2 separate regions of the Macaca mulatta genome follow, and region 1 is linked to region 2. The links are chromatin contacts, called in public Hi-C maps. All regions are on one chromosome and are shown on one strand. Each heading gives the region's core, a stretch centred on a gene start, on an enhancer-like site or on the middle of the called end of the contact. The rest is flanking DNA. Distances are from core to core; before and after follow the strand shown.

Region 1 (3,064 bases), core at 36-2,535, 150 kb after region 2:
TGGGCAATACAGTGAGACCCTGTCTATTTTTTTAAAAAATGCTGGGGGCAGCAGAATAAGGCAGGCCGTGGCTCTCTCTGTGTGTGTGGCACTTGTATCTGCAAATCGCCATGGTGCCCTGCATGTAGGTGACCTAGAAAGACGCCGCCTCCAGGTCCAGCGGGCGCGGAACTGTTTTCATGCCGTTGAGCAGGTGGAGTGCTGCTGAGGTGTGGCTGACTCTGCCCTCTGCCGGGACTGCAGGGTGCACTCTTGCTGGGGTCTGGAGGGTCCTAGCAGGTGTCTGAGCTGCCTGGATTAGGGATCTTTTTCCTCAGCGTGTGATCGGAGCTGGAAGGATGGGTTCCAGGCCAGTGGGGCAGGGCTGGGACCATCTTCTCTGGGAGCCTCCATCTTTGGCTCTCAGTGGGTGGGCGCAGTCACCTGGCAAGGCCTGACGTAGGCCGGTCCCCGATCAGCGTAGGGAGAGCAGAGCATTGGAACCCACTGACCAACATCACCTCCATCACTTCCAGCGAAGTCAGGGGCGAATTGCACCCCACACATTCGTAGGGTGAAGTCCTAACCTCCAGTACCTCAGAATGGGACTGTATTTGGAGACAGGGTCTATAAAGAGGTGATTATGATTAAACAAGGTGCCATGACTGGTGTCCCTACAAGAAGAGGTGATTAGAACACAGACGCACACAGAGGGAAGACACGTGAAGCCCCTGGTGGAAGATGCTGTGGAGAGCCTCAGGAGACAGCAGCCCTGCCCACACCTTGACCAGGTCCTCCCAGCTTCTAGACAGCGAGGAAATACATTTCTGTCATCAGAGGCCCCGAGTCTGTTACGGCAGCCCCAGAGACCCGACCGAGCCTTCTCACTCAATGAACTTCTTCAATGGGCTCCCCAAGGTAACACCCACATTGTCACCACAAAGAAGAAATAAACAGAGCTGCCCTCCAGAGTGATAGGTCAGAAAGGCCTCGTGACTCAGGAGTGGGTTATTTGAGTGACCTTACTGCTCACTCAGAAAGAAAAACAGCCTTTCAGGCCTGCAGTTCCCAGCAGCATAGCCTGCTCCTTCCTGGCTGATGTCAGAGGGCCCAACTTCCGATAAGCCGCTGTCTGCTGACGTAGGTCTACACCCGGAGAACCGTGGGCCCTGAGTCAGGTGAAAGGCCTGATGTCTGCGGGGAGCTTAGTGGGTTTTTATGTGAAAAAAGAAAAGTCTTACGCCATTGGCTGTCTTTTATTAGGGCTGTTAAACACCTGGCTTGACAGCACAAAGAGGATGATGAAAGTAAGTCCAGTTCGGGAGTTCCATGAGGGATTGACAGCCACATTTGAAATACATTTTACTTATTAACTGGAAGTGCCTCGGGGGACTCTGGCAAGCATGCAGGGACCCCACTCTCTCCACCCCTCTCAGCCCACTGCTTCTTCATTGCTGGGCCTGTCTCTGCCTCTAGCTGGGCTCCACTTTTAAAATTTTAATTTTTATTTTGAGACAGGGTCTCACTGTGTTGCTCAGGCTGGAGTACAGTGACAAGACTGTGGTTCACTGCAGCCTCGACCTCCTGGGCTCAAGCCCAGCTCAGCCTCCAGAGTCGCTGGGACCACAGGGGCGCACCACCACGTGGGGTCCAGTTTAACACGTCCAAACCTCCCTGTGCCTCTGGGAAAGTCCGGGCAATTTCTTGATTTTCCAGATAAGAGTGACTGACGGCCAAAACTCCTTTATCCTTCCCACTGGGGTATTCCCCCTGCCAGGGCCCACACTGCCTGCCTGACATCGTTGAGGAACCCTTCATGGGCCCGGGTCCGGCAGGGCAGGGCAGACAGGGATTCCAGAGGTGCAGATTTTGCTGTTACTGGGCAGAGTAGCTTCCCATTCTGGGCTTCACTTTGCTCCTCTGCAGGATGAGGATCATAATAACAGCTCCACAGAGGTCCTCTGTGAATATTAAGGCAGTCACGTGTGTATAAATGTGTCTGGGGTACAGTAAGTCCTAAAGGTCCCTTCCCTTCCATCCCTTTCCTCCCCTTTATGGCAGAACTGTGGCTCCTCCTCCTGTCTCCCCTCATCACCAAGTGCAGCGCTATACACACACAGAGATCGGAATACAAACGTGCTGATGAACGGATTCCCTGACCTCAGCGTGCACCCCATCATGTATCACTCACCTGTATCTGCCTCAGCTGGGACTAGCTTTGATGAATGTGAATCTTTAAACTATAATAATTCATGCTCTTGTAGAAAGCATGGGATATGTTTGCAAACACAAAGAAGAAAATAAATATATTTTATTTTTTATAAATATATAAAAAAAATAAATATATTTTATAAAATATAAAAACAGACCCCAGAGTCTGTTTTCCTCAGCTGCCTGAGCTCTCCGTGATAATTGTCCCAGAGTATCTTAGAGTAGCCACTTGGCTTCTCAAGCCTCCAAGAAAAAGACCTTCTTTATGGCAGAACTACATTTAATAGCTTTTTATCTCACAGCAGATGAAATACCTGTATATACCGGGTCTTATCTCACACTTCTGCCCTGTGGACGGTAAAAATCTCCTCCTGCACCAGAAACACTGTTGAGAAAGCCGCCTGGATACTTCAAGCCTCTCAGCTGATAATGAGTACCTATTTAACCCAGGCTGATAATTCAGAGAAAATAACTTCTCAACGCTGGGTGCAGTGGCTCGCACCTGTAATCCCACACTTCGGGAGGCTGAAGCGGGAGGATCACTTGAGCCCAGGAATTCAAGACCAGCCTGGGCTACAAAACTAGACCTTGTCTCTACTAAAAATAAGTAAATAAATAAATTAGCCAAACTTGGTGGCGCGTGACTGTAGTCCCTGCTACTCAGGATGGCTGCAGTGGAAGGATCACCTGGGCCCAGGAGGTTGAAGCTGCAGTGAGCTGTGATCACACTACTGCACTCCAGCCTGGGTGACAGAATGAGACTGTTTCAGTAAACAAATAAATAAATAATAAAGTATTTTCGTTCTGAGAATATCTGCTTCTCTGTACAATTTTTCTTCATTGTGTTTATGCTGTGCACTCCACCCTGAAATGT
Region 2 (3,421 bases), core at 228-2,727:
TTTGAAAGAGCAGGATCTTACTCTCTCTTACAGCTCCCTCAGCATGGAGTAGTGAAGAGTGTTCTTTAATACCGAAGAGACAAAGAAAACTGACTGGGCTCAGTCTGCCACACGCTAGTTGCTTCAGTTATTTTTTTGCACTAAATTATTGTGTCTCTGCTAATGTCCTTTTTCCTTTCTTCCTTCCCTCCCTCCCTCCTTCCTTCCTTCTTTTTTTTTTCTCTCTCTCTCTCACTCAGTAAGCTACTTCAAATCTCTTAAGAGAAAAATATAGGCTGCGCGTGGTGGCTCATGCCTGTAATCCCACCACTTTGGGAGGCCGAGGCAGACAGATCACTTGAGGTCAGGAGTTTGAGACCAGCATGACCAACATGGTGAAACCCCATCTCTGCTAAAAATGCAAAAATAAACCAGATGTGTTGGTGGGCACCTGTAATCCCAGCTACTTGGGAGGCTGAGGCAGGAGAACAGCTTGAACCCAGGAGGCAGAGGAGGTTGCGGTGAGATGAGATCACACCATTGTACTCCAGCCTGGGTGACAGAGAGACTCCATCTCAAAAAAAAAAAAGAAAAGTATAAAAGTTGAATTTCACATTTGGGTTCAGTGATTTTTTTTTTTTTTTTTTTAAGGATTGAAATGTGGACTTATAAAATCATTTCCACATCTTACCTAGAGAGAAGCATATAATCCTTTCATTCTTATATTCACAAGATATGTCCTTTCTCGAACAAAAAGTTCCCACACTTTTGGGCTCAGTTCAGTATTTGGGTGTTGGATACCATGTGTCCGGCATTGTACTTGGCACTACGTCACCTTGGCAGTCAGCGAGCACACGCCAGGCTCATCCTAGACACTCTGCAGGTGGGCCCATTGATGTGCCACTTTCCCTCCTCAGAACAGCCCTGGAAGGTGAGAACTCGCATCTCCTTTGAGGAAACAGGCTCAGAAACCTTCAGTGCTATTTTGCTATTTTCTATAAATTGATAAAAGAAAAATCATGATGTTAGAAGATACATAACAAGACAAAGAGGCTTTTCTTGTCTCACTTATGTCTTGACATTGCCTGAGGACTGATTAGGAACTGAGATTGCCAATCATTTTAACAAGATTTTAGTAATGTTTGAAGATCTGTGCCTTCTGAATCAAAGTGGCATGCAGAGGTACTTACCTTATGGAATTGCTGGCTAATTGTGAAAGGAGACTCAGGCTTTTAACACTGCAGGAATTTCAAAAGTGACAGTCTCAGGGGCCAGAGTCTTACCAGGGAACAGACCTAATGTATCCAGTTTAAAAGGGCCCGTAAGCTGTTGCCAGAAGGCTACGTGAAGCCACATGATCAGTGATTTTGTATTTGAACATGAAGGGCAGTGGCATCATTGACCTAAGCTAGAGTTTTCTCACCCTCAGCACTTTTGATATTTTAGTTGCATAACCCTTTGTGGTGGGGGCGGTCCCGTGCACTGCAGGGTGGCTGGCAGCATCACTGGCCTCCACCCAGTACATGCTGGTAGCAAAACCTCCTTCCTCCAGTCTTACCCCAGTCATGACAACTGAAAATGTCTCCAGATAATGCCAAATGACACTTGGGGGGCAAAGTCACCCATGATGGAGGGTCATGACATGCATGGTGCTGGGTGGTAGATAGAACCTTGGAAAGAATTAGCCCACACCCTTGAAGAGCTGATGACCTGTGAAGCTTGTTGAGACCTTTTGACTAGGTAGAATATTTCTAGTAGTTGACTGAAATAGCTTTGGTTGAGGCTATTAGTAAAAATTTGTTTTAAAGAGGTTTAACATCTGTTTTCATTTCTGCTTTTCTGAGTTGCTTTGCTGCTCAATTCCTTTATTTTAGCTGTGTTCCTCTTGGGACTTCAGACATTTGAGTGTGTCAAAATTTCCAGTCTGATAGGAAATATGTTTTGTTCAAAAAGAAATAAAGATATTAATAACTGTTAGGCTAGAATGATGGAAGTTTAACGCAGGTTAAGTCAGACTCGGGTGACAGCAAAGGAGATACTTTAATAGTGAAGGGAACTTGTAGTCTGGTTGTATTCAAGATTCACTTCCTGTTCTTGTTTATCGTTGGAAAGTTGCACCTTGTGAAAGATTTTAGATTTAGATCATTGTATTGTTCTAAGAAAAAAAATTCAAAATGCTAACCATGTCTTGGTAACCATAGCAAAATATACAACACACAAAAATAATCTCATACCTATCTTAGGGTTGGATTTTTTGGTGCATGTTATGTGAGTTCTGAAATATCTAATGTGCTTGAAATCTAATGTGCTTTTGTTACCTGAACTCAAGGAAAAAGGCTTTGTCAGTTACAAGAGAATAGGCATCTCTGTTTTGGCTGGATTGTTAGATGAAGTAATAGAATGAATTCTGGCTGATTCAGCAGAAAGGGAATTTATGAAAGTAGCTCAGAGAATATTTGGGAAGGCAAATAATCAGTCTTGGGTATACCAGAGCTAGAATCAACACTTTACAGTTCTCCTATCTCCTAAAATTGTTTTGTTTGCTTACTTAATGTTTAATATTGGCTTCTAGGATGTAGGATTCAGACAGCAACTTGGTCTGTGTGGTTTTCACTTGTTATTCCAGTCTGAATAACAGCTGGTTCATAGAGGCACTTGATAATTATTTGCTGTATAAATAAATGACAATACCAAGGATAGATTTGTTAATATTAGTGACAATATGACGAAAAAATATAGAGTAACATTATGAAATGTTTTTGTTGTTTGTTTGTTTGTTTTTGAAACGGAGTCTCGCCCTGTTGCCCAGACTGGAGTGCAGTGGCGCGATCTCGGCTCACTGCAAGCTCCACCTCCCAGGTTCACGCCATTCTCCTGCCTCAGCCTCCCAAGTAGCTGGGACCACAGGCGCCGCCACCACGCCCGGCTAGTTTTTTGTATTTTTAGTAGAGACGGGGTTTCACCATGTTAGCCAGGATGGTCTCGATCTCCTGACCTCCTGATCCGCCCATCTCGGCCTCCCAAAGTGCTGAAATTACAGGCTTGAACCACTGCGCCCGGCCGAAATGTTAACGTTACACATTCCATTTGGAGATTTTTTTTTGACAGCAGGATTTACCTTTTCTCTTAAGAAATCTTAATAAATTTGTATTGAACAATTTTGTACCATAGAACCTTGTTTGACGTATGTTCCTGATTTAAATGAATAGCCACAAGCAGACTTGCAAGAGTAGATGTTGGTATTGCTGTGTTCTACATGAGAAAGCTGAGGGTCTGAGGATTGAGTCACTAAGTGATGGCTACTTAAGTGGCAAGCCTGGATGGAAACTCAAGCCCATCTGAATTGTAGCTCAGACATTTCCTTAATGCCTTAATGCCACTTTTTTTTTTCTTTTTGAGACTGAGTCTCGCTCTTTTGCCCAGGCTGGAGTGCAGTGGCGCA

What was found. Hi-C and Micro-C count contacts between places; a contact is called where the count stands out from the background.
Region 1: a contact with region 2 is called in a Hi-C map of CD4 T cells, with 3 times the contacts expected there. The contact joins two enhancer-like sites. A contact is called at or near these places in 8 of 14 Hi-C or Micro-C datasets (CD4 T cells, blood, cortical neurons and 5 more).

Annotation. Positions count from the first base shown.
Region 1 is chr17:94,136,151-94,139,214 of T2T-MMU8v2.0, forward strand. No RefSeq gene overlaps it. Among named protein-coding and RNA genes, the nearest start is that of TM9SF2, 56 kb to the right of the region's middle. Within about 2 kb of position 1,286, at least 8 of the 40 cell types and tissues checked have an H3K27ac peak or open chromatin away from gene starts, as enhancers often do. A contact at or near this core is called in CD4 T cells and blood, where this site is marked.
Region 2 is chr17:93,990,549-93,993,969 of T2T-MMU8v2.0, forward strand. The region is part of intron 4 of UBAC2 (UBA domain containing 2); the gene reads left to right. It overlaps LOC114673447 (a long non-coding RNA gene), which reads right to left. Exons shown (of 2, transcript XR_003724164.2): 1 at 1,170-3,421; 2 at 1-974. Among named protein-coding and RNA genes, the nearest start is that of GPR18, 24 kb to the left of the region's middle. Within about 2 kb of position 1,478, at least 15 of the 40 cell types and tissues checked have an H3K27ac peak or open chromatin away from gene starts, as enhancers often do. A contact at or near this core is called in CD4 T cells and blood, where this site is marked.